Linked DNA regions of Mus musculus: all the other regions are linked to region 7. A link is a contact called in public HiCAR-type, HiChIP or PLAC-seq and promoter capture Hi-C data. All regions are on one chromosome and are shown on one strand. Each heading gives the region's core, a stretch centred on a gene start, on an enhancer-like site or on the middle of the called end of the contact. The rest is flanking DNA. Distances are from core to core; before and after follow the strand shown. Region 1 overlaps Dhx35 (DEAH (Asp-Glu-Ala-His) box polypeptide 35). Region 2 holds the start of Dhx35 (DEAH (Asp-Glu-Ala-His) box polypeptide 35). Region 3 holds the start of Fam83d (family with sequence similarity 83, member D). Region 4 holds the start of Slc32a1 (solute carrier family 32 (GABA vesicular transporter), member 1). Region 5 overlaps Ppp1r16b (protein phosphatase 1, regulatory subunit 16B). Region 6 holds the start of Ppp1r16b (protein phosphatase 1, regulatory subunit 16B). Region 7 holds the start of Mafb (v-maf musculoaponeurotic fibrosarcoma oncogene family, protein B (avian)).

The links. Promoter capture Hi-C pulls out the DNA fragments that hold promoters and counts their contacts. HiCAR-type assays count read pairs that join an accessible place to other places. HiChIP or PLAC-seq counts read pairs in DNA pulled down with a chosen protein or histone mark.
Region 1: a promoter capture Hi-C map of embryonic stem cells shows a contact between it and region 7, with 6 times the contacts expected there. The contact joins the enhancer-like site here to the promoter of Mafb in region 7. A contact is called at or near these places in 3 of 39 promoter capture datasets (embryonic stem cells and hippocampal neurons) and 3 of 115 datasets of contacts at active chromatin or transcription factors (astrocytes and embryonic stem cells).
Region 2: a promoter capture Hi-C map of embryonic stem cells shows a contact between it and region 7, with 5 times the contacts expected there. The contact joins the promoter of Dhx35 here to the promoter of Mafb in region 7. A contact is called at or near these places in 2 of 39 promoter capture datasets (embryonic stem cells and hippocampal neurons), 1 of 484 Hi-C or Micro-C datasets (uterus), 8 of 115 datasets of contacts at active chromatin or transcription factors (SST interneurons, astrocytes, embryonic forebrain and 4 more) and 2 of 9 other capture datasets (adipose tissue and embryonic stem cells).
Region 3: a contact with region 7 is called in a HiCAR-type map of astrocytes, with 4 times the contacts expected there. The contact joins the promoter of Fam83d here to the promoter of Mafb in region 7. A contact is called at or near these places in 9 of 39 promoter capture datasets (the 3T3-L1 cell line, the SN4741 cell line, cranial neural crest and 5 more), 9 of 115 datasets of contacts at active chromatin or transcription factors (SST interneurons, astrocytes, embryonic forebrain and 5 more) and 1 of 9 other capture datasets (adipose tissue).
Region 4: a contact with region 7 is called in a promoter capture Hi-C map of embryonic stem cells, with 12 times the contacts expected there. The contact joins the promoter of Slc32a1 here to the promoter of Mafb in region 7. A contact is called at or near these places in 10 of 39 promoter capture datasets (cranial neural crest, embryonic stem cells, frontonasal cranial neural crest and 3 more), 1 of 15 datasets of contacts at CTCF or cohesin (stem cell-derived epiblast-like cells), 10 of 484 Hi-C or Micro-C datasets (LSK cells, cortical neurons, embryonic stem cells and 2 more) and 11 of 115 datasets of contacts at active chromatin or transcription factors (astrocytes, embryonic forebrain, embryonic hindbrain and 2 more).
Region 5: a contact with region 7 is called in an H3K4me3 HiChIP or PLAC-seq map of stem cell-derived neural progenitor cells, with 7 times the contacts expected there. The contact joins the enhancer-like site here to the promoter of Mafb in region 7. A contact is called at or near these places in 4 of 39 promoter capture datasets (embryonic stem cells, hippocampal neurons and stem cell-derived epiblast-like cells) and 4 of 115 datasets of contacts at active chromatin or transcription factors (astrocytes, embryonic forebrain, embryonic stem cells and 1 more).
Region 6: a contact with region 7 is called in a promoter capture Hi-C map of embryonic stem cells, with 7 times the contacts expected there. The contact joins the promoter of Ppp1r16b here to the promoter of Mafb in region 7. A contact is called at or near these places in 3 of 39 promoter capture datasets (all in embryonic stem cells), 2 of 484 Hi-C or Micro-C datasets (both in embryonic stem cells), 6 of 115 datasets of contacts at active chromatin or transcription factors (astrocytes, double positive thymocytes, embryonic stem cells and 1 more) and 1 of 9 other capture datasets (embryonic stem cells).

What each region holds. Positions count from the first base shown.
Region 1 is chr2:158,831,901-158,835,017 of GRCm38.p6, forward strand. Dhx35 (DEAH (Asp-Glu-Ala-His) box polypeptide 35) reads left to right here. Exons shown (of 22, transcript NM_001372513.1): 13 at 2,970-3,094. Among named protein-coding and RNA genes, the nearest start is that of Dhx35, 39 kb to the left of the region's middle. Within about 2 kb of position 1,636, at least 48 of the 459 cell types and tissues checked have an H3K27ac peak or open chromatin away from gene starts, as enhancers often do. A contact at or near this core is called in astrocytes and embryonic stem cells, where this site is marked.
Region 2 is chr2:158,793,491-158,797,024 of GRCm38.p6, forward strand. It overlaps Dhx35 (DEAH (Asp-Glu-Ala-His) box polypeptide 35), which reads left to right and starts at 1,317. Exons shown (of 22, transcript NM_001372513.1): 1 at 1,317-1,438. The coding sequence starts at 1,399.
Region 3 is chr2:158,766,135-158,769,703 of GRCm38.p6, forward strand. It overlaps Fam83d (family with sequence similarity 83, member D), which reads left to right and starts at 1,965. Exons shown (of 4, transcript NM_027975.2): 1 at 1,965-2,453. The coding sequence starts at 1,980. It overlaps Ppp1r16b (protein phosphatase 1, regulatory subunit 16B), which reads left to right. Exons shown (of 11, transcript NM_001159662.1): 11 at 1-200.
Region 4 is chr2:158,608,776-158,612,319 of GRCm38.p6, forward strand. It overlaps Slc32a1 (solute carrier family 32 (GABA vesicular transporter), member 1), which reads left to right and starts at 1,983. Exons shown (of 2, transcript NM_009508.2): 1 at 1,983-2,856. The coding sequence starts at 2,467. It overlaps Gm14204 (predicted gene 14204), which reads right to left and starts at 1,948. Exons shown (of 3, transcript NR_040359.1): 1 at 1,753-1,948.
Region 5 is chr2:158,686,603-158,689,862 of GRCm38.p6, forward strand. The region is part of intron 1 of Ppp1r16b (protein phosphatase 1, regulatory subunit 16B); the gene reads left to right. Among named protein-coding and RNA genes, the nearest start is that of Ppp1r16b, 21 kb to the left of the region's middle. Within about 2 kb of position 1,354, at least 58 of the 459 cell types and tissues checked have an H3K27ac peak or open chromatin away from gene starts, as enhancers often do. A contact at or near this core is called in hippocampal neurons and stem cell-derived neural progenitor cells, where this site is marked.
Region 6 is chr2:158,665,691-158,668,840 of GRCm38.p6, forward strand. Ppp1r16b (protein phosphatase 1, regulatory subunit 16B) reads left to right here and starts at 1,445. Exons shown (of 11, transcript NM_001159662.1): 1 at 1,445-1,559.
Region 7 is chr2:160,364,975-160,368,570 of GRCm38.p6, forward strand. Mafb (v-maf musculoaponeurotic fibrosarcoma oncogene family, protein B (avian)) reads right to left here and starts at 2,091. Exons shown (of 1, transcript NM_010658.3): 1 at 1-2,091. The coding sequence starts at 1,702. The coding sequence ends at 731.

The DNA of each region.
Region 1 (3,117 bases), core at 386-2,885, 1.5 Mb before region 7:
GATTTTCTTAGAGTAGCCTGGGCTTTGGATCCCAGGGCAGACATTTGTCCCTCCTGGCAGAACTCACTGTCAAATCCAGCTCTCCCAGGGACCCCACCACTTCCTTCCTTCCTTTGCTAGGATTCCCCAGCTGGCTCAGTGAACCACCTCCTGCCTACCACCTCCATTCTAACCTAATGTTGGGCCTTGTGTCAGACCCCTGAGCATAGACTTGTGCATCAAGTGTTGTCTTTCTGCTTAATGGGCTGTGTTCTTACAGCTCCTGAACCCAGAGGCACGGCCCATCAGATCCCCGCTTGCCTTTGCAGAGTTCTCCTGAGAATCATTCATGGATGGCAAATAGTTGGCTCAGTTCTGTATCACAAGCCGTGCTAACTTCTGAGGGCACAGAGTGAAATTCTGGTAGACAGTCCTGGCCTTTAATGAGCTTTCCTCTCAGCCTGCTGGCACTGCTAGGCACAGGTACCATGATGTTCCAGAGCTGCTGTCTGTCTGTCTGTCTGTCTCTTTCACTGGGAGTGGTTCTGAGACATCCACCACCCCCACTGCCCATGCCCACAGAGCTTACCTTCCTGCCTTCTTAGTGTGCAGATGGAGTTCCAAGTCATTAATGCCCTCCTGTGTCCAGCACCCACTTACGCTGTCTTTCCATTCCTCTTTTACGCGGTTTCCTAGGGATTAGTGGGGCTGGATGTAAGTGTGTGGGTAGACTTGGGACATGAAGGGGAACCTTTATTTCTTTGAGGAATTGCAGAGTTGTAGGTATAGTAATTGTGTGGCTAAGGAATTATTTATTTTTGAGGCAGGATTTCTCTGTGGAGCCTAGGCTGGCCTCAGCCTCCGAGATCTCCCTACCGTTGCCTCTCAAGGTCTGGGACGTAAAGACAGGCACCACCATTCTCAGCAATATTTTTAGTTTTAGGTAATTTTATTTTGTGTGTTGTGCCTGCATGTCTGTCTGTGCAGTACATGTGTGCCTGGTGCTGAGGTGGTCAGAGGAGTGTTACTGGAATAGGAATTGCAGGTGAGTCTTAGCTGGCACATGGGGGCTGCGAGCTGAACCTGGCACCTCTGCATTTGCTTTTAACCGCTGAGCCATCTTCCAGCTCTAACTCAAATGATTTTTTTAAAGTGGAAATGGACACCGGCATTTGGTGTCAAAGAAGCCATGTGATAAGATACGGACTGAAGCTGGGCAAGTGGATCTGGGTGGAAGGTCACTGAGCCTTTAGTCGTAGCTGCTTTAGCAAGGGCGTGGTTGGGAAAGACCAGGGACAGTAAGCAACGGTTAGTGCCCACCCTTCAGATTGCCAGCAGATCTTCAGAGCCTGCAGCTCTTCTTTACTCAGATAATTTGGTGTTCCAGAACTTTCCAAGGCTTCTCCTTAGCTCCTCTGCTCTCACTCCTACTCTGCCTGGTTCTCAGCTACTCCGTTCTTAGACACGTGATCTGCTTCCCGCTTTGCCATGCATACCTCTGATGCCTTGGGCTTGTCTGTCTTTGTATCTTCTCAGAGAGGCCGGCCTTTCAGCTAGTGACTTGTTTCTGCCTTGGCCAGTGGTGTGCCTGGGGAGTGTAGTTGTCCTGGTAACAGTACTATAACCACAAAGATCCTCCTGATACTCTTGGCAGCTCCTGTGTAGCTTTTCTCAGTTTCTGCTCATCTCTTTCCTGAGCCTCCCATGGTCCACGGCAGGGGCATATGTCCCTCTTGGGCCTGTTTTTTGGTCTTGATCCAGGTCCCTCCTACCTCTGAAGTCTCCAGGGCCATTGCGTGAGGCCTCTGCCCCTCTTGACCTCTGTGCCCCTGGCTCTGGGGCCTTTGCAGCTTTCCTGTGTCATCACATCTTTTTGTCTCTGAGAATCAACACCTGCTTCTCTCAGCATCTTCTCAGTGGGACCAGCCTCTCAGCTAATGACTTGTTTCTGCCTTGGTCAGTGGTGTGCCTGGGGAATGTGGTTGTCTTGGTAACAGAACAGTAACCACAATGTTCTTAAAGCTAAAGAACTTCTTTCCTTGCTTGCCATCTAGAACCTTCCCGCTAGACCCATGCATTTGGCAATTTATGTTACACAGTCCAGAATATTGGTTGTCTCTTTTCTCAGGAAAACCTTTCTAAAGTTCTTACAGATAGTAGTGTTTCTCCAGGAGACTTGGCTGTAATTCATTTTCCTCTCTAGTTAACTGCAGCCTTCTGGTCTAAATGGAGACTTCGTGATGCTTGTGTGTAAGGAGGGTGTGTATCTGTACAGCGGTCAGTACAGCGTTGACTTACATGGGAGGGTTTGGCGTGTAATCCATAGGCTTTCTGAATACACAGGGAAAGTGATTTCAGAAAAGCCTTCCTTTCTCCCCACCCTTTGATCTGGTTTTCAGAAAGTCCTCCCCTGACTCTCTATCCTTCCCCTCCTCCCCCATCTCTGTGCCTCGGGGTGCTTCTCCGGTTTGAGGTCACCTTTTGTTCCTGTGGGACAAGCAAGTACAGGATCCTGGGTGTGACTGCATTTGGCTCCTTGGTTTAAAAACTAGGTTTGTATGAATTCTGCTCTCTGTGATGAGATCCTTCTTCAGAGTCTAGGGCAGCTCTGGTGATTTATTTTTACATTTTTCTTTGCTTATTTTGCTGTTCTTGCTTCCTTGAAGCGCTCTGCCTTATGCAGAGTGAACAGCAACTGGGCCTGAGAGTAATTACCCAAATGCTTGCTACTTTCGTTTTGCTGACAAAAGCATTTGAAAAGCAAGGTTTGGAAGTAAAGGAGAGTGCTTTTGTAAAGGGGTACTGTTCAACTCTCTATGCTTTTGAAGTAGAACGTCCTTCCTAAACGTAAAAATAACTTTGTATCATAATGTTGTACATGTGGTCCCAGAATCCCAGAGCTCTTGTTCACGGTAGAGAAGGTGGACTCTGCCGATGTACAGGTGCATTTGAGTGTCACGTTTGATCTGTTTCTGATTTCCTATCCTTAGAGGAAGCCTTTGACCAGCTACCTCAGTCCACCGTCCCTGAGATGCAGCGCAGCAATTTGGCCCCCGTCATCCTGCAGCTAAAAGCCCTAGGGATAGACAATGTCCTCAGGTTCCACTTCATGTCTGTAAGTCCTGCTTCTGGTTGAGG
Region 2 (3,534 bases), core at 67-2,566, 1.6 Mb before region 7:
GCCCCTCATCTCCTTTAACACTTCTTTAAAGCTCAGTTTACAACTGAGCTTAAATGTCAGCCAGGTGATGGGCAAGCTAAGGATTCTGAATCAGGGTTACTTGTTTCCAACGCTTTCCGTAATTTGCCATTTCCCTCAAAGAATGAAGCATTTTCTTTTGGAGCTCTAAAAATGTATAGATTTTAAAGCCTCTTAATTTGTGGCTTCCTTGAGCCCAGCACAACTGTTCCATCCAGTAGAGGATGGAAACAGATGCAGAGACCCACAGCCAAATATTAAATGGAGCTTGAGGATGGGGGTGGGAGTGGGGGAGGAGTGTGTGGAAGAGTTGGGGGAAGGACTGAGGGCCCAGAAGAGGACAGGGCCTCCAAAGGAAGACCACCAGAGTCAACTAACCTGGACCCTTGGGGGCTCTCAGGGACTGAACTACCAACCAAAGAGCGAGCATGGGCTGTATCTGATGCAGAGTCCCCCAACAACTGGAGCAGGGGCTATCCCCGAGTCTGTTGCCTGCCTGCAGAGCCCATTCCCCTAACTGGGCTGACTTGTCTTGTCTTAGTGGGAGAGGATGCACCTAGTCCTGCAATGACTTGATGTGCGGGAGGTGGGGGTGGGGGATGGGGAGGTAGAAAAAGAGCATTTGATTTATAAACGGTTGCCTTGGAGGGAACACTGGGTGAATGCACTGGCCTCACTGATCTGATTTCTAGTCTCATCTTCCGGCCCAATGTGCTCCTGCGTTCCCACTTTGCGACATTTCTCTGAAGACCACAAGTTGCCTGTATCATTTCGGCTTTACTTGCTGATAATAAGCATCATTCTGTTTATCCAGCGTTTATTCATTTACAGTTTACCCAGCCCCACCCTCGCCTGGGAAACAAGAAGCTACAGTTCCAGGGAACACAGCAGCATTAACTGAATCATCAGACGCAGGAGGTCGTTACCGCTATTATCTCTCAGTATGAAAATAGGAGACTAAAAGAGACGCAGCTGCGATAGCATGTAAACACGAGCATCTCTCAGTTCACCGGGGAAACCCAGCCTCTGCTCACACTCTTAACGCTGGTGAGTGACAGCCTGGGAACACAGCAGCGCATTCCTAGAAGTTAGTGGCAACCCAGAGTGTCCAAGCAGGGTAGAGCAGCCAATCCGAGAGACAATATGGCCGCGCGGCATCACGTGGGCCAAGGAGAGGCCCTCAAAGGCAAGCCAAAGCGAGCTGCGATCACGTGATCCATAGTGGGGGGGGGGGGTGTTGCCGGAAGGCGTGGCTTCTTTTCGCTCTACCCGCCCCCCGCAGCCCCCGCGGAGGCTGCTGGCGGGCCACGCCCCTTGAGCCCGGAGGGACTCGCGCGGGTCTAGAGGGGCGGAGTCTTCTTCGTGACCTTTCACCCCAGCATGGCTGCGCCCTTGGGACCAGTGAAATTCTGGAAACCGGGTAAGGCAGGGCAGGGAGCCTGGGTAGATGCCCGGACATGACTTTCGGCCTGGGGACCCACCCGTGGGCCTGACCGGGGGAGGGCTGGGCACCACTCCTCCGCGCGCAAGGATGCTGCAGCCCACGGTGGTCCGGAGGAAGTCAAAGGCCTCCCTAAGCTGGGCGGAAACTCTGGGTGACCTTGTTGGAGTTTCTTAGCCTCCTCGGCACCTCTTGAGATGTAGAGTCCTGAAGCGCCCGTGTGTATCTTGCTGAAGTCCTGGGGCAGCATTGGGGCTCGAGAGGCAGTGCAGCTCAGTGGCTTAGAAGCTTGGGTTATGGAGTCAGAGCGCCCAGGTTCAAGGCTGCCTCTCTGCCTTGCATCAGTAGATGGAGAACCTTGAACTCTGCCCCCATCCCTCAGAACATCGCTCCCCTCACCTGGGAAGTGGGCGGAATACGAACACCTGTCCCGTGGGCGTGGAGTAGGGGGAGTACGTAGTCCGACTTAATGGCTCATAAAAGAGAAAATGTATTCCAGTGTTTTAGGGTAGGTCTTGCCCACTCTGAATGTTTACCACAAAGTGAACGCCCTCCTTCCTAGTGGCTGTCACTTTTCCTGTTTTGTAGGCTAACAAGTCACCATCTTTTGTTTTTGCATTTTCTCAGGTCGGGTTCTTGTTGAAATACCAGACCATGATCTGTGTAGGATGCGCCTTTTGTTCACGCTTTTCTTATAAACTAAACCAAACCAAGCTAAACCAAAACACTGTTTCTTAACTGGTACCAGCCTCTGCCCTTACTTTTTTACACATTTTCTTTTTTTCTCCTCTACCTGCACTCCAGAAGATCTGGGTGTATACATTATATTGTGATGATGATAGTTTGAGACAGAAAAGGCAACAAGGGACAGCTTTTAAAGAGTGTTTTAGATGCTCCCTGGAAATCTGACCATGTGCCTAAGTGTTAGAGAAATAAACTCATGAAGGTGACACATAATTATTTTTTTTTTTTTAAATCTGAACTGGATATGGTAGTCCATGGCTGTAATCCCAACACTTGGGAGGCAGAGGCAGGAGGATCTCTTGAATTTGAGGCCAGTCTGGTGTATATTCCAGGACAGCCAGGGTCACAAAGACATACCCTGACTCTCTCGTTTGTCACTTTCATGACTCAGCATTTTCAGGCATCAGCTGATTGTCCACCCCAGTAAGTAATGAGTTACCAACTTATTCAAGAGTTAACCAGCAGACCAAAGAGTTAAGTCTAATAGAGGCTTGGATAAATTGCCAAAACTCAGACCCGGGTACCATTTTGGTTAAAGAACCTGGAACTGTTCTGAACTGTTCTACAAGTCTGTCCCATTGTTTAGTCCATTACTGTATCGAGAGTACACTTCTGTCGTCAGTCAGGTCGTGAACACGTACATGCCTGGGCTCAGCTCTCAAGGTGTGCTCTCCAAGTTACGTGTCCATGAGAAGAATGCTAAGCAAGGCAGAGGGGTGCTGTAAGGAAGATGGCCTCAAGTACTGGACTGCAGTGCCTTCCCTGCCTGGGTGACTTGCAGAGCCACACAAGTGCTCCAAGTCTCTGCTTCCTTATCGGTCATTTGTCATAATAGGATTGCTGTGAGGATTAAATGAGACAATGCACAAAACACCCGTGGTGCTAGGTACACAGCTATTATAATTGTATTAAGGTATAGGAGAGGGAGGGAAAGTGCAGTGTGAAGAATTGGCTGCGTCGTAGAGATGGTAATGGTTTTGGAGCGAACACTGAGCGCTGAAACAAGTTTGTTATGGCTTGTTTATGGTGAGGTAGAGAATGGCTCTCCAGGCCATTGAAAGGATTTGTGTATTAAGGATGTCCCCAAACCCCCAGTATGGAGTACTGTGATGGTATATGTGGGTATATTTGGGGTGTGGCAGGAGATGGTGCTGGAAAGGTAGGAAGGGACTTCATCTTGAAATGTCTTTCAAGAGTTAAAGAATCTGAGCTTCTGGGCCAGTGAGATGGCTCAGAGGCAAGGGTGCTCTCTGTGAGAGCCTTAGGGCACCAGCTTGATCCTCATAAGTCATGTAATGGTGGATAGAGCGACTCCACAAAATTGTCCTTTG
Region 3 (3,569 bases), core at 715-3,214, 1.6 Mb before region 7:
AATATATTTAAAACTTTTTTAAAAAAATATTCTCATGGATCTTTGATATCGTTCTGAAGCAGCTCCATGCCTCCAAGATGGGGTCTGACCATGTCACCAAGGGGCCTGTGCCTCTGGAGTTACTTCCAGCTGCCAAGGCCTGTGACGGAATTCATTGCTATGGATTTTTAATTAAGATTATTAAATTCCTTTTAATAACACCTGCTGGTCTGACTGTGGTTACTGCTGTGCCCTCGTCTGCATGGGACTGGTTTGAGTTCCACAAGAGATCGTGCCAGGGAGGCTCCCAGACATGGCTGCACCCAGAAGGCTCCCCGAGGAGGTCCCCAAGTCAGGGGAGCTTTGGGGATTCATAGGTGGAACTAAAGAGGTTTCTAGATTGGGAGATAGTGGTGAAAACTTATGAATTTAAGGAAAGATAGGTGGTCAGTGTTGGGCTTTATCCTGTCAAATATTTTCTTCGAAGTCACGTGATATCCTACAGCAGCAGTTTTATTACAGTTTGATTGGTTTATGTTATTTATGTTACCAGGGTGCTCCCTTCCTCTGTTCCACTGACTTGTCCTGGGCCTTCCCATGTTCCTCTCTGGGCTTTTTCCTTTAGCTTATAGTGGAGAGCAATGCTCTACGTCATTCAATGGGATCATAGATTATGATCTCTGATTATCCTTGCTTTTAACCCAGGAAACAGAGGCAAAGACACTGTGTGACTGTACAGCCTCAGGCCTGGCCCCTGTCCTTATTACATGCAAGAGCTGGTTCGATTTGATAGAGGAAGGTAGTCTTCTGCATCCTGGATGCCAGAGTGGGGACACAGGAAGCTCTTGCCTTTGGGCTTGAATAACTTCCCTGAGAAGGCTGGAACCAGGGAAGGATGAAGAGAGGGAGGAGATCCTCACAGCAGTACTGGTTTGTTTTAAGTTTACAGAGGTAGAGGCAGGGGGTTAGAAAGCCAAGGTCATCCTTCGCTACAAGATATGAGAAAGGGAGAGAGAGAGAGAGTGAGAGAGACCTTTAAGCGAAGAAGTAGATACCACAGTGGATTAGTATATAGATGTATATGTATGAGCATATATGTATGTGTATATGTATATAGATATATATGTGTATGTTTGCAAGGTCTTCTGTGACCTCTCTTAGGATTGACACAGAATAAGATGGCTTCGAACTCCAGATTCTCCTACCCTAACCTCCCATGTGCTGGGAGTGTGCCACCACCCCCAGCTCTGCACCACTGAGAAAAAAAGACATTTATTTATTTTTATTTAATGTGTATGTTTGTGTGCTACGTATGCATACAGTGTCCGTGGATACCAGAAAGGGCATCATCAGATTCCCTGGAAGCATTATAGGTGGTTAGAGGTTGCCAGGGGAGACAGTGCTAAACCCAGATCCTCTGGAAGTGCTCTTAACTGATGAACCACCACTCCAGGCTCTATCTCTGTCTCTTTGTCTCTCTTCCTCCCCATCTTTTCCCTTCCTTCTCCCTCCCCCTCCCTCCGTCCCTCTGTCCTTCTCTCCTTCTCACTTGCTCTCTGTATTGATAAGTTAATGATTAGATGCAGGGTGGAGTGGCAATGAGGCTGATCACACCAAAATAAGCATGTCCAGGAGCAAGTCCTACCCCTAGTCCGAGTCCTTGAAGCACCATGTTATAGGGCACTCGGCAGGGGGCGTGCTCGGACAGTGCGGGGCTATGTCCCGGGTTGGCAGGGTTCTGGAGCCGCTAGGGCGGGGTAAAGTCAGATTTAAATTCCGCTCAGCCATCAGGCAGTGAGAGCAGAGGGTGGGCGGGTTCTGTCTCAGGAGCAACCAATAGCAATGAGGGGGCAGAGCCTTTGGTACGCATGGGAGACATCCAGCCAATGGGATTGCTGGGGCGGGGCGGCGAGCCAATAGAGCGGGCTGGTTTGATTCAAAGATGCCTATAAAAACTCAGACTACCACCGTAGACAAGTGGATCGGTTCTGGGCACTGCCATGGCTGCTCGCTTCGAGCTGTTGGACGACCTTCCCGCGGCCTGCCTGTCTCCGTGCGGACCGCCCAACCCCACGGAGCTGTTCAGCGAGGCGCGGCGTCTGGCTCTCGAGCAGCTGCTGGCCGGTGGTCCCGACGCCTGGGCCGCCTTCTTACGGCGTGAGCGGCTGGGCCGCTTCCTCAACGCCGACGAGGTGCGCGAGGTTCTGGGCGCTGCCGAGCGGCCGGGCGAGGATGGGGCGGCGGTAGCGGAGGACTCGTTCGGCTCCTCTCACGAATGCTCGTCGGGCACCTACTTTCCGGAGCAGTCGGACCTGGAACCGCCGGCGTTGGAGCTCGGCTGGCCTTCCTTCTACCAGGGTGCCTACCGCGGTGCCACGCGTGTCGAGGCTCATTTCCAGCCCCGCGGCGCGGGCGCCGGAGGCCCGTATGGCTGCAAGGATGCGCTGCGCCAGCAGTTGCGCTCCGCCCGAGAGGTGAGCGGCCCCCTGGCAGCGGGTAGGGGAGGAGCATCGGCCTTCTGAAAATTGAGTCATGTCGTAGTTCCAACTTCTGTTATTGGTACCCCTGGAACAGAGCGACTGTTAGTTCAAACCAAAGTGGATTGCAGAATTCCAGGGACGTCAGCTGACATTAGGTCTCACTTTCAGGAGCTAAGTAAAAGCTTAGTTTTACCCAAAAGATGATACCCGGAGACCATGGGGAGATCTGTAATTACCACTTTTCCACGCTTCTTAATGTTGTAGACAGATAAATTCGAGCAGTCGGTTTATCTCTTTCACTTCTGTGAGTGAGTCTGGTGGGAGATATTTTTAACCCACAGTGCCTGGGACTGTTCCAAGTAGCATTGATCCAAAATGCAAATATTTGTGCTTTAGATAAGCCACTGGTTACAATGGGTTTTTATCTTAGCTAGTGTCAGACTGCCCGATTGGCCTGGGGTGGAGTATAGAGTCTGGCCTGCCATAGATCAGGGAGAAAGGGCTCCACTTGGGAGGGTGTGGCTACAAGTTTGCATGCTGGTGAACACTGCTCCATTCCCAGACCTTTTGACTGCCTGGAACATGACGGGCAAAGCCTCAGACCATGTCAAGACTTAGTAGGCCTGGCACCGCTATATGTTAGGGTGCGGATCAGGTTGACATCACCAAGTCTAGGAGCAAGTTTGCGTTCTGTTTTTGTCTTTTGTTTTTTGTTTTCCTCTCTGCAAGACAAGGTCACTGTAACCCAGGCTTACCTGGAACTTACAGGCTTCAATTTCAGGCAATCCTCCTGCCTCTGCCTTCCTAGTGCCAAAGCCAAAGTTCTGATGCTGGTTCTGTACCTGACAGGCAGGACTTTGAGGATAAGAGTGTAGGTGACCAAGCTGTTCAGGGAATAGTATGGCTATGGCTGGATTCATGTTAATCCTGTGAGCTTTGGGTGGGCTGAGGGTCCGTTTGATGCTGGAAATGTTTCACTTGTGAGTTCAGTACAAAATTATAAAGCGTTTGGAAGAGGCAAAATTGTGGGCTAAGGGTGCATGCCCAAAGCTTCCCTCTGGGAGGAGAATTTGAGCACTCCTTGGGGACACCTTGAGAAGGAAAGACCTG
Region 4 (3,544 bases), core at 733-3,232, 1.8 Mb before region 7:
CAGAGCCAAGAATTGGGGGTAAGAAGTACAGGTGGCGGCTACACTTGCTCTGGTAATTCCAACAGAATAGCCATGCACAGTTAGGGAGGTAAAAAGTGGATACGTAAACGGCCCCATTTCTCACTGATGAAAAAACCCTTCCTGCTTCCTGTAACAAAAGCACTGTACGGCAAAGCAAGGAGAAGCTTAAGTACTTGGGACCTCCTCGTCAAAGAAGGCATCCATGGCCATCTTAAGGTGTGGAGGGGCACAAGAGGTCACTACAAAGGTACTAGGTCCCTCTGATACATATGTCAGGTGGGCAAAAGAATTCCTCCAGGAAAGGGGGGCAGTGAAGGGGACGGAAACCCTTGTCTGGATGAAGTTCTGGGGTGAAGAGTCTCTTCTGTCCAAAGCCTTTTGGGAAGATGAGGTGCCTGCATTTACTCTCTTTGCTTCTGTCAAGTGCCTGAGGGTGGCCAGATTTCGACCTGCTGGGGAGAAGGATTTTGGTCATGGTTTAGCAGGAGGTGGGGGTTTTGCAGTGGGCATGTGAAGGAAGGGATGGTGGCGGAGTGACGAAGACCACTCTGTCTGTTGTACGAAGGTCCCCAACCTGGGATAGAGGCCTCTTCCAGAGACTGTGAGAGTGCTTGAGGTGAAGGGGGGTGACTAGGGGTAGCCCGTCTTGTCCTGGCAGCTCCTACTTGCTGGTCAAAGCCCTCAGGCCGCCCTACTTGTGCACTGACCTGAGCTAATCTAAAAAATACCGCAGGGGAGGTAGAGACTGGGGTTCCCAGTGAGAGAGAGTCTCCAGACGGGAGAAAAGGAGCGGGAGTCCTTGTCATTTCTGTCAGCTTTCTTAGGCTCAGTGACAACAATGCTTCTCCTTCATCTAGGCTGGGTCCCATCTCGTGGTTTGCTGCTTAGGAGTTTGAAAGAGAACCCAGCTGGGGACGTAGACAGGGACCCACAGAAAGCAGCCGTAGCTGACCCATGCCTCATGAAGACTACAAAGGGGCTCACGCCAGCACGAACGCAAGGCAACTCCTTTCAGAAGCGCCAGCTCGGCAATGAAACTCGGCTGCGCAGCAAACCACACACGGAATACGCACGGTTACCAAAGCTGCCGCTCAGAGTTCACACAGCGCCAACCCACAGCTGTATCTAATGCGATGTCTTTGTCTCTGGATCTCTTTCGTCTTCGTGCCCGCGCGCACTCGCATGACACTCAACAGAAACATCCAAGCTCTCTCAGTCCGGGGGCGGTGATCCTAGCCTGGCCGAGCGTACCCATGTTTCTGAGCTCCGGTCCGCAAGGCTGTCAGCTCGCCTTGCCTTTCGTCTATCCTGACCTTCTCAGATAAGCATTTGCTTACCGAGGGGGCGAGGGGGCGTCCTCAGAATCCCTCCGAGAGAGAGAGAGAGAGAGAGAGAGAGAGAGAGAGAGAGAGAGAGAGAGAGAGAGACAGAGACAGAGACAGAGACAGAGACACAGAGACAGAGACAGACAGAGACAGACAGAGACAGAGAGAGCGCCCAAAGGCTAGCCTTTCCCTTCCACTGCGCGCAGTTGATGGTGAGGCACCAGCTCCTACCACGGCATCCCTGGACGACAGAAACAGCTCAGATGGTCCAACCCAGGGCTGACTTTCTTCAAAAGTAATCCAAGACAGTCACTTCTGTCATCAGGATGGACTTGCAGAACAAGTGATAGATGGCAGAGACACAAACAGACGACCGATCGGCCGGCCTAGCTCTAGAGACTCTCACCTGTCTGTCCTGTTGGTTATCCGGACGGTTAGCCAGAGGATCCGGGGCCCCCGCACAGCTCCGGGACTCTGGAAGATAGTTCCGAGGGTGGGGACCTTCGAGAACCAGCCCACACTGAACTCCTCCCTCCTTGTGGCAGCAGCAAGGTGGGACGGGCCAGGACGTCTGCTTAGCACCTCCTCCAGAAATGCAGCACTTGGGGGGCCCCCACCCTTTCGCGCGCTCCTTCCCACCGACCTCCCAGGGGTGCACCTCTCCAGCCTCGGTCGCGCTTCCGAAACCTTTGGTGCCCCCTTTTCCTGGTCCCGACCCCCCACCTCACGCCCCCTGGTCTGGACAGCATCTCCCCCTCGCCGCCCTCCGCCCACGCACCGCCTGACTCCGAGGGGTGCGAGCGCATTGGGCTGCGCCCGCGTGGGGGCGCCGCGCCAGCCTCGCGTAGCTGTTCTGACGCTGCCGTCGCCGCCGCCCTCCGCAGCCCAGCCGGCACCCGCACCAGCTCTGCAGTGCACTCGTCGCCTCTCGGGCCGGTCCCACCAAGAGCCAGACTGTCGTGACCGGGGCCAGCCTCGAACGTCAGGCGCGAGGGTCATGAGCCAGAGCGCCCTGGGGCGCCGCGCGGAGACCCAGCGGAGATAGCAGTCCTCGCTGCCTTGACGCGCGCCCGCCGCGTCCCCAGACCCTTCTGTCCTTTTCTCCCGCCCCGCCGCCGCCATGGCCACCCTGCTCCGCAGCAAGCTGACCAATGTGGCCACCTCCGTGTCCAACAAGTCCCAGGCCAAGGTGAGCGGCATGTTTGCCAGGATGGGGTTTCAGGCGGCCACCGATGAGGAAGCGGTGGGCTTCGCGCACTGCGACGATCTCGACTTTGAGCATCGCCAGGGCCTGCAGATGGACATCCTGAAATCGGAAGGCGAGCCCTGCGGAGACGAGGGCGCAGAAGCTCCCGTCGAGGGAGACATTCATTATCAGCGCGGCGGCGCTCCTCTGCCACCCTCTGGCTCCAAGGACCAGGCCGTGGGAGCTGGTGGGGAGTTCGGGGGTCACGACAAACCCAAGATCACGGCGTGGGAAGCGGGCTGGAACGTGACAAATGCCATTCAGGTGAGTGCGGGATCCCCAAATCTGCTTGCCATCACCCCCCACCTGAGCTGTCCTTGCCAGGCTCTGCCCCCACACGAACCCCGCAGAGGTCTAGGTTTCAATGCCGCCTTCTCCCAGGACTGGATAATTTATCTCCCCTTCTCTGACCTTCCTAGCCATAGGGATCTACGCCCCCAGGCGGTGTTCTCCTCAGATCCACTCTTGCTGTTCCTGCTACAGGACAGCCTGGCTGAGGTTTGGGGTGGGGGCGGGGGCGGGTCACAAATCCAAAGACCCTACAAAAGCTGGAGACATGGGGAAGGGCGGGAGTCGGGGTGGGGGAAGAATGAAGAAGAAAGAAAATCAAGATCTGGAGAGTTAGCCTTGAGCTCCAGAATGGAGTCCCAGCTGCATTTTCGGAGGACAGGGAGAAAGCTGAGCTAGGGAGTCTCCTCCTCGTGACACATACAGAAGTCGTGCACGCGGACAGGGCTAGACACGGTCCCCTTCCTCACTAACAAACAGGCATATGACGTGCATCTATTTATAGTTCGCAGGGTTACCCTAAATGCACTTGACCATACCACAAGACACTGCAATAGCAGCAATACCTTTACACAGCAAGTGCCTCTGCATTAGCTTAATCTTAACTCGTGAGCACACACACATGCACGCACACGCACGCACACGCACACACACACTCAAGCAG
Region 5 (3,260 bases), core at 104-2,603, 1.7 Mb before region 7:
GGGGACGAGTTCTTCACACTCCCAACAGCTGTCCCTTGTTTAATGACCTATGATCTAGGAGGGTATTCTGTGGCCGCAGGTGGCCTGCTTTGAAAATGATCCTCTGGCTTTGGAGGAAGTTTTTTTTTTTTTTTTTTTTTTCTGTTTCTGCACAGGGGATGGGGGTGGGGGTTCCACACCCCCAATCTTGGAGGAACTGTGTTCGTAATATGACTCCCATTTCCCTCTACCTAGCTGTTATATAAGCTTCTTTGGGAAACCGGTGACTGTGATTGATGGGACCACATGGGACGTTTACAGATATTATATCTGCATGTCCCTGTCCTTTGTGTGTGTCCCCTGGGCCCCTCCCCACACTGGCATTCTTACCTACAAGTAGTCTGGCTTCTCTGGGTTCACGTGTCTAACAGGAGGCTCAGTGTGGATGACTGATGTGTTCATGGGCTTCCTGTGTCCACTGAACCATCGACCCCTTTGAAATCCATCTCTTGGAAGCCTAAGGAGGCCATCTCACCTTTACATGAAGCGCCAACCCCAAACATCAACCCATCATCTGCTTGGAATGGACCTGACAGGTTGTGTTGTCAGATGCGGGCTCCAGACATGCTCAGCAAAATCCTTATTCTGTTGGATGCTTTCCCAGCCCAGTCAGGATTGGGGCTCCTGGGAAACTGTCTACCACACCGCTGGCCCTTGTCTCTTTGCAGCCTGATGGGTGGTTATTGAGTATAGGGGAGAGGGACCCCAACATTGTTCTAGGGCTGGCCTCTGATTTTGCATTAGAAGTTTTTTTCCCTCAGGCCTGGCTGACAGCATCCCTATATTACCTGCCCACAAGTCTGATTCTACCTGAGGCTGAAGCAACCAGTGTCCTCAACTAGTCCAAGGAAATGTCATTGGTGCCCCAGAGCTGACCATGATTCATCTCCAGAGAGAGCCCGGGCCATGGGTTATCTGGTCACTCTTTATTCCGATGAATTATGAATTCTGCCTCTCTTCTTTATAAATGTGAAACCCTGTAAATGAGCTTCAGGGTCACCATTAAGAGATCTGAATGAAGTGACATGTCTGGGAGAAGTAGAGTTGAGGAGCAGTTCCTTGGGGACCCTGGTCCTCCATCAGGTTTAGAACCAGGAGGCCTGGGTATGGTGACTGTGCCCAGAGTCTAAAGGGGTCATTCTTGCAGGAGTAGGACAGTCAGTGCACCGAGTCCCCTGACGGTGGGGCCGGAGGGACAGAGGAGATTGCTAATTCGGATATCTGGAGCAAGTCTCCTTGCTCATGCGTGGAGCATCTCGAGCTCTCGAGGGTGATGTTATGCAGCTGTACTGTGGGAGGGCGGGGGTGTGCATCCCTTTAGTGAAGAAGCAAGCCCTGAGTGAGAGCTGGAAGGGAGGAGGCACCGCCCGCCCCGCCGCCGCTGCCCACCCGGGCTGTTTGTTTTGTTTTCTTTTTCCCCTCATGCTCAGTGGCACAGGAAACACGAGGAGAAAAGCACTCGTGGCCCTTCCTCCCGCAGCGCCTGCCAAGACCGCCGAGAAGAATAGCCGAGGAACTGGGAGAAAAAGCCGAACATTTTAACAGTGTGAACTTTGAAACGCTCTCTCTCTGACTCATGTTCGACAGTCTCTTCAATTCGAATTCACCTTCCCTCGTGTTGTTTTTCTCAAACTGGTAGGCTTGATTCCAAAGATGTGTCAATCAGCTGCTCCCTCCTGTGTGTGTGTGTGTGTGGTGTGTGTGTGTGTGTGTGTGTGTGTGTGTGCGCGCCTGTGTGCGTGTGCATGTGTGTGTCCTTTCTCCCAAGTCAACACACATGAATGCTGTTGGAACCCAGCCTTGACCTTCTTCCCTTCCTCAAGGCTGGCCTTCCACTTAGACCTGTTGAGTCTGTAATGGCCTTTGTAGGGGAAAGTCCGCATATTGATAATAGTCTTCTGCAAGAGGCCACAACCCTTCCTGGGGTCCCTAGACCTGCATCTTTAAAAGCATCCTTGCCGCACTTTAAGATATTCTGGGTAATAAGGAACTGGGTTATATAATATATGAGGTGTGTTGGTTTGGCTAGCTGGAGTCCAGCGTCTCATTGTTCAAAGGACCCCTTATTCATCTCCTTTACCACCAAGCACTGGCTGCATGTAGAGACTGCCTTCAGAGCACCTTGGCTTCAGTCTCCTGGCTCCTCAGACAGAGGGAAGAGAAAGCTTCTGGTTGGGCCAACTTAAGGCCTAGGCCTGCCCTAGAACCAATCCCTGTCTGGGCTCAGGCCCTTACCAAGACCTCTGACCAATCAGGGCTCAGGATAATGAAGGAGTTCTAAGACCTCCCATTACTGTGCTCTTCTCAGGAGTACGCTCAGTAGCAGGAGCAACCCCACCAACAGCCTTTCATCTGTTGTGCCTCCTGCTATCCCATGGCTCCGCTTCCACTGAGCACTCTTCCCCTTAAGGGCCAATCTCACGGTGCCCAGATGCGCACCCTGGTCCCTTCTCCTCAAGGCAGCAAGGATGAGTGTGTGCATAGAGAAGAACCAAGTTAAGACTCTGCCAGCCTGGGGGATGGGGGGTAAGGTGACGACACCTTGGTGGCCTGTTCCCGCTTCTCCCAGGGCCCAATGCCTTGGCCTTAAACTTCCTGTTGGTCACAATTGAGCTATTTTGGTATGTGGCCCAGATGTTGGGGAAAGTCAGTACCCCACCCTACTTCCCCTGGACTCAGTTTTCTCACACTTGCACACACTTCCTGATGACCTCATTGCCTGCGCAGACCCCCATATCATACCCCCAGCCCAGTCCCTTTATGAGCTGAGGTCTCACAGGCCTGTGTGATGGTTCATTGATACTTTCACCATGCACCAAGCTTAAAATATTGCCATTCCACTGATTTACCTCGAAGCCTGGCCTCCTTAAAATACTGAGATTGTTGTTCTCCCAGGGCCAGATAGATAACCTTGCTCTGTTTCCACTGTCCAAGTATGGACTGGGATGCAAGAGTCTCTTGAAGCCACCTCCAAGCTCAATGGAGTCCTGAATTCCTGGGATCTCCCAGCACCCAGGCCAGAGTCCTTCAGGGGGTGGGGGTGGGGGGCTGGGAGGCCGCAGGGAGTGCGGCTGCCTGGCTGCTGTTGGCCTGCACCAGGCAATTCTTTAATTAGCGTGAGCAGGGTTTTCTCGAATGGGGGCGGAGGAGGTGTGTGGGTCTATTGGGGGAAACTAGGTCACCTGAAAACTAGCAGTCAGGAGGGAACTGTCCTGGGGCCC
Region 6 (3,150 bases), core at 195-2,694, 1.7 Mb before region 7:
ATTTACATGTGTTTGTTACCACACCTGGTACTGGCACACATGCAGGGTACTGGTGTACACACAGGGTACTGGGGGCTGAGCCCAGAGTTTTGTGCCTGCTAGGCAAGCACTCTATCCACTGAGCTATATTTCCTTACTCAACCCACAGGGTTTTGCTCCTCCAAGAAAAGTAACTGAGTGTATTCAGCAAGTAGGAAATCAGGCAGGGTGTAGTGACCCTGCCTTTAATCCCAACATGTCTTTAATCCCAGCACTGAGGAGGTAGAGGTCACCGGATCTCTTGCTTTTAAATCCAGCATGATCCACATAGTGAGTTCTGAGCCAGTCAGGGCTGCTGAGTGAGACCCTGTCTTAAAAGAAAATAAAAAGGAAATCAGTACACTTGGTGTTGCTCCCGGCTTTACCGGTTCTATGGTTCTATCCCTGAGTGTTTCAAACAGGATTACGGGAGGATCCCTGAGACCTAAACTGTGAATCTTGTCTGCCTCCCCAGCTGCTTAGCCCTGGGTGCCTCTGGCTCTAATCTGGAGGCTGGGAAAGTGCAGGAACAAAGCCCTTTGTGGAGAAGAGAACCCCATTGTTCTAAAGTCAGCTTTCAGGGAATGCGGATTCCAGAGAATGTTTGGGATAGGGCTTTTCTCTTTGTCCACTTTCTCCCCTCTCCCTGGGGGGAGGAGCAATTTAAAGGAGCAACTTTCAAAATTAGATTAAACAGAGTTAAACCCATTGCCTTCGAGGGAAGGCACACACTGCAGGATCTTCTGCCCAGCAGCCGCCTAGGTTACATGACAGAAACCCAGGGCGTTTGGGTCTTGTTCTTAGCAGGAAACCTCAAGGAAGCAGCTGGGCCTAGATCTTCCGGGCACCTCAGCTGGTGAGAGTCATCAACCTAGGCATGACCACTTCCTTCCTCCTTCTCTTCACCTCCCCTCTTTCCAGAGCGAAAGAGTGACTGGACTCCACGTCACAGGCCATGGTCTATTGCCTTTTCTCAGGTAAAAGACCTATCTATATAGCCCCGTCCTCTAGATAAGGCCTGGCCAAGTTCCTGATGTTTGTGGAGCCTTCAGAATCAAGCTCAACGTGGGAGATTGACTTTCGGGCACTGAACTGACCCCATTCTCTGCTACTACAGGTAGGATATTATCCCTTTCTGGGCCTCACTGGGTCTATCTGTCAAATGGGAATAAAATACCACCCTGGCTTCCCCCCCTGTCTGTACTGGAGGTTAGAGGTGGGACACAGTCAAGGAGAACTATCCTGAAGCCTGACTGTGTCTCAGCTGCTTCCAAATTCCTGCAGCTCAGAAAAGGGGTCTTCATTTGGAGGGCGCTAAGATCTAGACCTTCTTGTTGCTCGGTGACAAGCCCCTTGGGGATGCGCGGGCCCACCCCTTTCCCCCGGGAGCTGAGGCTCCGCCTTAAGGGAGGAGTCAAGAGGCGGCACGGTGGCTCGCTACCCAGCCGAGCTGGCTCTGTCGCCGCACCACCAGCTGCGGCTCTGGGACCTGCGGATCGAGCCGGGGCCGGAGCCGCCCGGGGTAGGGCTCGAGAGAGCGGGTGAGTTGAGCGGCGCCGCATTCCTCTCTGCACTCTGCGGATCCGGCGGGCAGGTGTCTCGGGCCCTTCCAGTCTGGCTGGTGGAGAGGGGTGGCTCAGCCAAGGGAGGGTGGCTTAAGATAATTGGGGAGGGGGGCGGTGGCGGTGGAGTGTGCTGGAAAGGTGCAGTCTCCCACATCTCGCTATCGGATGGGGAGGCTGGTGTAGAGAGTGAATTGGCAGGGCTGCGATGGCTGGATTCTGGGGGGCGATGTGAGGTCCGTGGTCTGTCTGGGCTACTGTCTGCCAGGGTTACAAGGCTGGGTGATGAAACCACAGAACACCAGACGCCCTGGGCAAGCGGTCTACGAGCCCGGCATGGGGGCGCCGCCCCCTCGCGTGGCGGCGCTTGGTCTGGGCAGGCAGCGCGCTGAGAGCGCTGCTCCGGGGGTGGGAAAAGTCCCGGGGGCAGGCGTCCCTAAGGGCAAACCTGACCTAGTGCGGGATCTCCACCCCTAGAGAGTGTCGGTCGGTCCCGGTAGCCCCCGGCGGGGTGATTCCCCAGAAGGGATGCTCTCGGCCTCTTCGCCCGCCGCCTTGGGCGCGAGCTGCGGGTCCCGGCGCCCAGAGCGCTCCACTCCTCGCGAGTCCCGCGCATCCGTTCCCGCAGGGAGCAGCGCCCCCGAGCGCCCAAGACAGGCAGAAACGGCGCAGCCCTACCCCAGAGGTCAACTGAGGGGTCTCCCACAAGGTCACGCAGAGCACCCTGATCGCCCCGAGTGGGAGCGAGGAGCCGGAGGCTCTCCTACCCGCCTCCGTAGCGGATGCAGACTCTCTTCCTCTGCGCTCCCCTCCCAGCCCTGCCTCCAGCTTTACGGAAGATGTTGCTGATGCAGCTTCCAGCCCCGGGCGGATAATCGGGTCTAGGTGAGCTGTGACTACGGCCCTCTCTGCAACCCACTGGAGCGCCACCACTACTGGCCAGGCCTGGAAGCCTTTGCTCTCCTGGAATCAGAAGGGGGGGGGGGCAGAGATGAGGCTGCACAGAACGGAAAGCCGGTGCTTGTGCGCCCATGTGATTACACTGCTCATAAAGGGCTCCTGTTCTTGCTGTCAGAGGCGCCCACCAGCTCCTGGTTCCCGGGAGCACCAGGTGCGGCCTGTGAATCGCCCTCTGTAGAGGACCCGGAGCCCGATAGTGCCAGGCGCCGTTTCCCTCCAGGCTATCTGGGGAAGGGGCTGGCGGTCGCTCCAGGCCCTCGGGGGGTGGGGTGGGGGGACTTCTCTGTGCGCCTTATCCTGCCATTTCCTGCAGCCAGTAAGGTACCGGAGTAGAAACGGCCTCCGTGGGGAGGGAGCTTTCCTTCCAGGCTGAGCTCCGCACAGCTCAGCTGAAGACTTGCTGTCTGCCCGCGGGCCCTGCACTCGGTTCCCCATCACCACAGATCTCTAAGAAGTGGGGTGAATGGTCGCTGTAGGGTAACAGGGAGGCCTCCCGCGAAGCTCTTGGTGCATCGGAGCATCATGGATGACCCTGCTAGGCAAACCCGCCTTTAGTGAGGGTTTGAGCGGGGCGTGTCCCCTAGCCAGGTGCAGAAGTGGAACCCTGGTG
Region 7 (3,596 bases), core at 841-3,340:
AGGGGGTTATGATTCATGATCAACAACATGCTAAAGTTAAACAAGAAAATGGTACAAAATAGAAATTATTACCATACATGTCCAGCATGCAGGATTAATATTTTTAATGCAGATTTTCGTATTTTTCTATATAATCGAGCAGGCATTAAAACTGATGAGATTTTTTTTTTCCTTCGCGCGCCGAAAGTCCTAACTGAGGCCCGCGTCTCCGGCTGAGAGCCAGTGTTCTCCGTACTCTGGACAGACAGATCTGTCTGTTTTTCCTTCCTTAGCTCAGCCTTGCCTCGTGCCCACGGGGACTCCAGAGTCCCTCTCCTCTCCTCTGCTCTTCCTGGGACGAACTGAGTCCTGGGCTGCAAAGCGGCGGCCCTGGCACTCACAAAGTTCTCAGAGCCAGAAGTGTCCAGACGGCCTTGGCGACTCCTTGGAATAAGCCTCGCGGCCTTCCAGCTTGGAGAAAAGTTACTCCCGGACCTCGCACCCGCCCGGGTTTCTCTAACTCTGCCCAAGTCTAAGAGGCTGCGCCGCCCTGAGCTGCCCTCTTCTTAGCCAAGGTTCTCTGCCCGCCCGTGCTCCCGCCTGACTCCCGCGACCCGCGCGTCCTTCCTCCCTCTAGCTCAAGTCAAACAGGTCAAGGCCGGGGCCATGGCAGGGACAGGGAGTCCAGGGCTAGGGGCGCAGAATAGGGAGTCTGGGCCAGGGCAAGGGCGGGGGCCGGACCCGCCAGGACTCACAGAAAGAACTCAGGAGAGGAGGGGCTGTCGCTGGTGGAGCCCGCCTCCCTGAAGCCGGAGTTGGCGAGTTTCTCGCACTTGACCTTGTAGGCGTCTCTCTCGCGGGCCAGCCGGGACACCTCCTGCTTAAGCTGCTCCACCTGCTGAATGAGCTGCGTCTTCTCGTTCTCCAGGTGATGTTTCTGCTGGACGCGTTTATACCTGCACGACTGGGCGTAGCCCCGGTTCTTCAGGGTCCGCCGCTTCTGCTTCAGGCGGATCACCTCGTCCTTGGTGAAGCCCCGCAGGTGGCGGTTCAGCTCACGCACCGACATGGACACCAGCTGGTCATCAGAGAAGCGGTCCTCCACACTACCGTTGCCGCCCGCAGCCGTCGCCGCGGCTGTTGCGTGCGGTCCCGGCCCCGGGTGGCTAGTGGGTAGCTGTTGCGCGGGACTGGCAGCGCTGGACGGCGGGGGCGACGCTTGGTGATGATGGTGATGGTGCGGGTGAGCGTGCTGGCCCAGGTCATCGTGAGTCACACCTGCTCCTGGGTACCCGTGGTGCGGATGAGGGTGGTGGTGGTGGTGATGGTGGTGCGCACTACGGAAGCCGTCGAAGCTCTGCAGCGGCTGGGGCACTGGGTGCGAACCGATGAGCGCCTCCACCGCGTCCTCGGGCGTCAGGTTGAGTGCCTCGGGGTTCATCTGCTGGTAGTTGCTCGCCATCCAGTACAGGTCCTCGAGATGGGTCTTCGGTTCAGTCGGACTGAAGCTGGGAGAAGAAGGCACGGAGCTGCACGGAGTGCTGAGCGGGGTGGACGACACCGAGCCAGCAGGCTGCAGGCGTGTGCATGGCCGGCCCGGACGCTCCGCGCGCCCCAGGGGCTCCTTCTTCACGTCGAACTTGAGAAGGTCGAAGTCGTTGACGTACTCCATGGCCAGCGGGCTGGTGGGCAGCTCTTGCCCCATGCTCAGCTCCGCGGCCATCGCTAAAAGCGAGGCTCAGCCGCCGCTGCCGCGGGGAAAACTTTGCGGCCGGCCGGGACGCGCCGAGCCAAACGCGGGGGCGAAGAGCGGCAAGCCGGGGAGGCGGGGAGCCGAGGGCGCAGCGGGCCGGGGCCGCCGGCCAAGCCTTTGTCTGGGGACGCGGCGGCGCGCCGGAGAGTCCTCCCGAGGCTGCCTGAGCTGCCCCGGAGCTTGGGGCTGCGAGCGCGCCGGGAACGAGTCAGGTCGAGCCGGGGCAGGGTAGAGAAGCCGGCGAGGTGCGCGCAGGGGCAGAGGGGAGGCGCGGGGCAAGCGCCCGCCGCTCGCTCTCCGACTCTTTGGCTCTAGGGCTTTCTTGCTTGCAGCCGCTCGCAGCCCGGCGGTGCAGCTGTGCAGGAGCTGGCGCCGCCGCCGCCTTTTATCGCTTCCTGATGTCACTGGAGCGCGGGGGCCCAAGCGGCCCGGCGTGTTGGCCAATGGCTGCACGGCCCCCGCGGCCCAGCGACGCTGGGCGGGGCGTGCCTGACAGCTCCCCCGCCCCCCCGCGTCAGCTGACTGGAGACCGGAGGAGCCCCGAAGCCGTTGAGGCCTGGAGGAGGGCTGGAGCCGAGTGGGACGGACCGCCTGGTCCCAACCCCCAACACCCTCTGAGTCGAGGTTCCCGCACGCTTGCCTTCAGTGCGCGCCCCACTTCTGGACCAAGCCGCCGTTCCCACCCCGCTGTCTGCACTCACGCCTCCCTACATACTCTTTACACTCCCACCCTCGGCCCGTGTCACCCCCAAGTAGGCTCAGAATAAGCGCCCGGGATGTCGCTTCCCTGGCCCTTTGTTCCCAAGCGGCCCCCGCCCAGTGGGCGACGCTCCGTGTGTCCTCGGCGCCGCGGGCCGAGTGAATGTGTGTGGTGCGTGCCTGTGTTTCGGTAGCTCTGTCTGCGCTAATGTATGCGGTGGGGGAGGGCGGGGTTGGGGCTCCAAGAGTTCTGTTCAGATCTAACTCTTAACCTCTAGGAAGGTTCCTCGGGCCAAGAGACGCTGTTCCTCTCTTAGCCGGTTCAGTGATTGAGCTCAGAAGACAGAGCTCCAGTGGTCTCGCAGCTCCGTGCATTCGCCACCCCCCCACACACACCCCCAAACGCTCCCAAAGAAGATAAACAAACAAACAGAGTTGGCCCAAAGGCTCTGAATACCTTTCACTTGCCAGTCGTGTGGAAACCTTACAACTCCGAGGCTCAGAGCCGAGACCAACACCGGTCTGTGCACTCAGTGGCTCTGGGATGCTGGGGAACCCGGCCCTGTTTTTGTCTGAACGTTTTGTAAGGATTAAGCTGATCCAAGCTTCTGACGGCTGCAAGGAGATTCAAACAGGCATAAAGTGCGACCCCAAGTGGCCACGGTGCGCAACGGCGCCCTGAACCGGTTTGTTCTTTGCGGGAGGGAAGGCTTGGATGGCGTCTCGGACCCGTGCAGGTCCAGCTAACTGATCCGGCCAAGCCAGGCCTGAACGCAGGCTGTGTGCGGCCTGAAAGCCAGGGCAGACTCCTCTGGAACTATGCACAGGCCCTCCGACCCCATCTTTGGACTCAACCACTAACCCTCTCTGCTCACCTTTTCTGAAATTCCATATGCAAGCCTTCCAGGTGTGCTTGTGGGCTACTCCTCTCAGGAAAGGTCCTGAGCTGGGAAGATCAGTATTCTAAACTGAAAACGCCAGGTGACGAAGGTTCAGGGCTACCGGATGAGAAACTTCTCCGGAACGCAGACGGGAGGAGGAAGGCAGAACACTGGGCTTTCAGACAGGGCTGTTGGGCGCCGACAGAGACTCCCTGCCCTGGGCCAGAAGGGCAGGAAATGTGGGACTTTCCTCAGACCCCGACCCCGACCCCAAAAGTGAATAG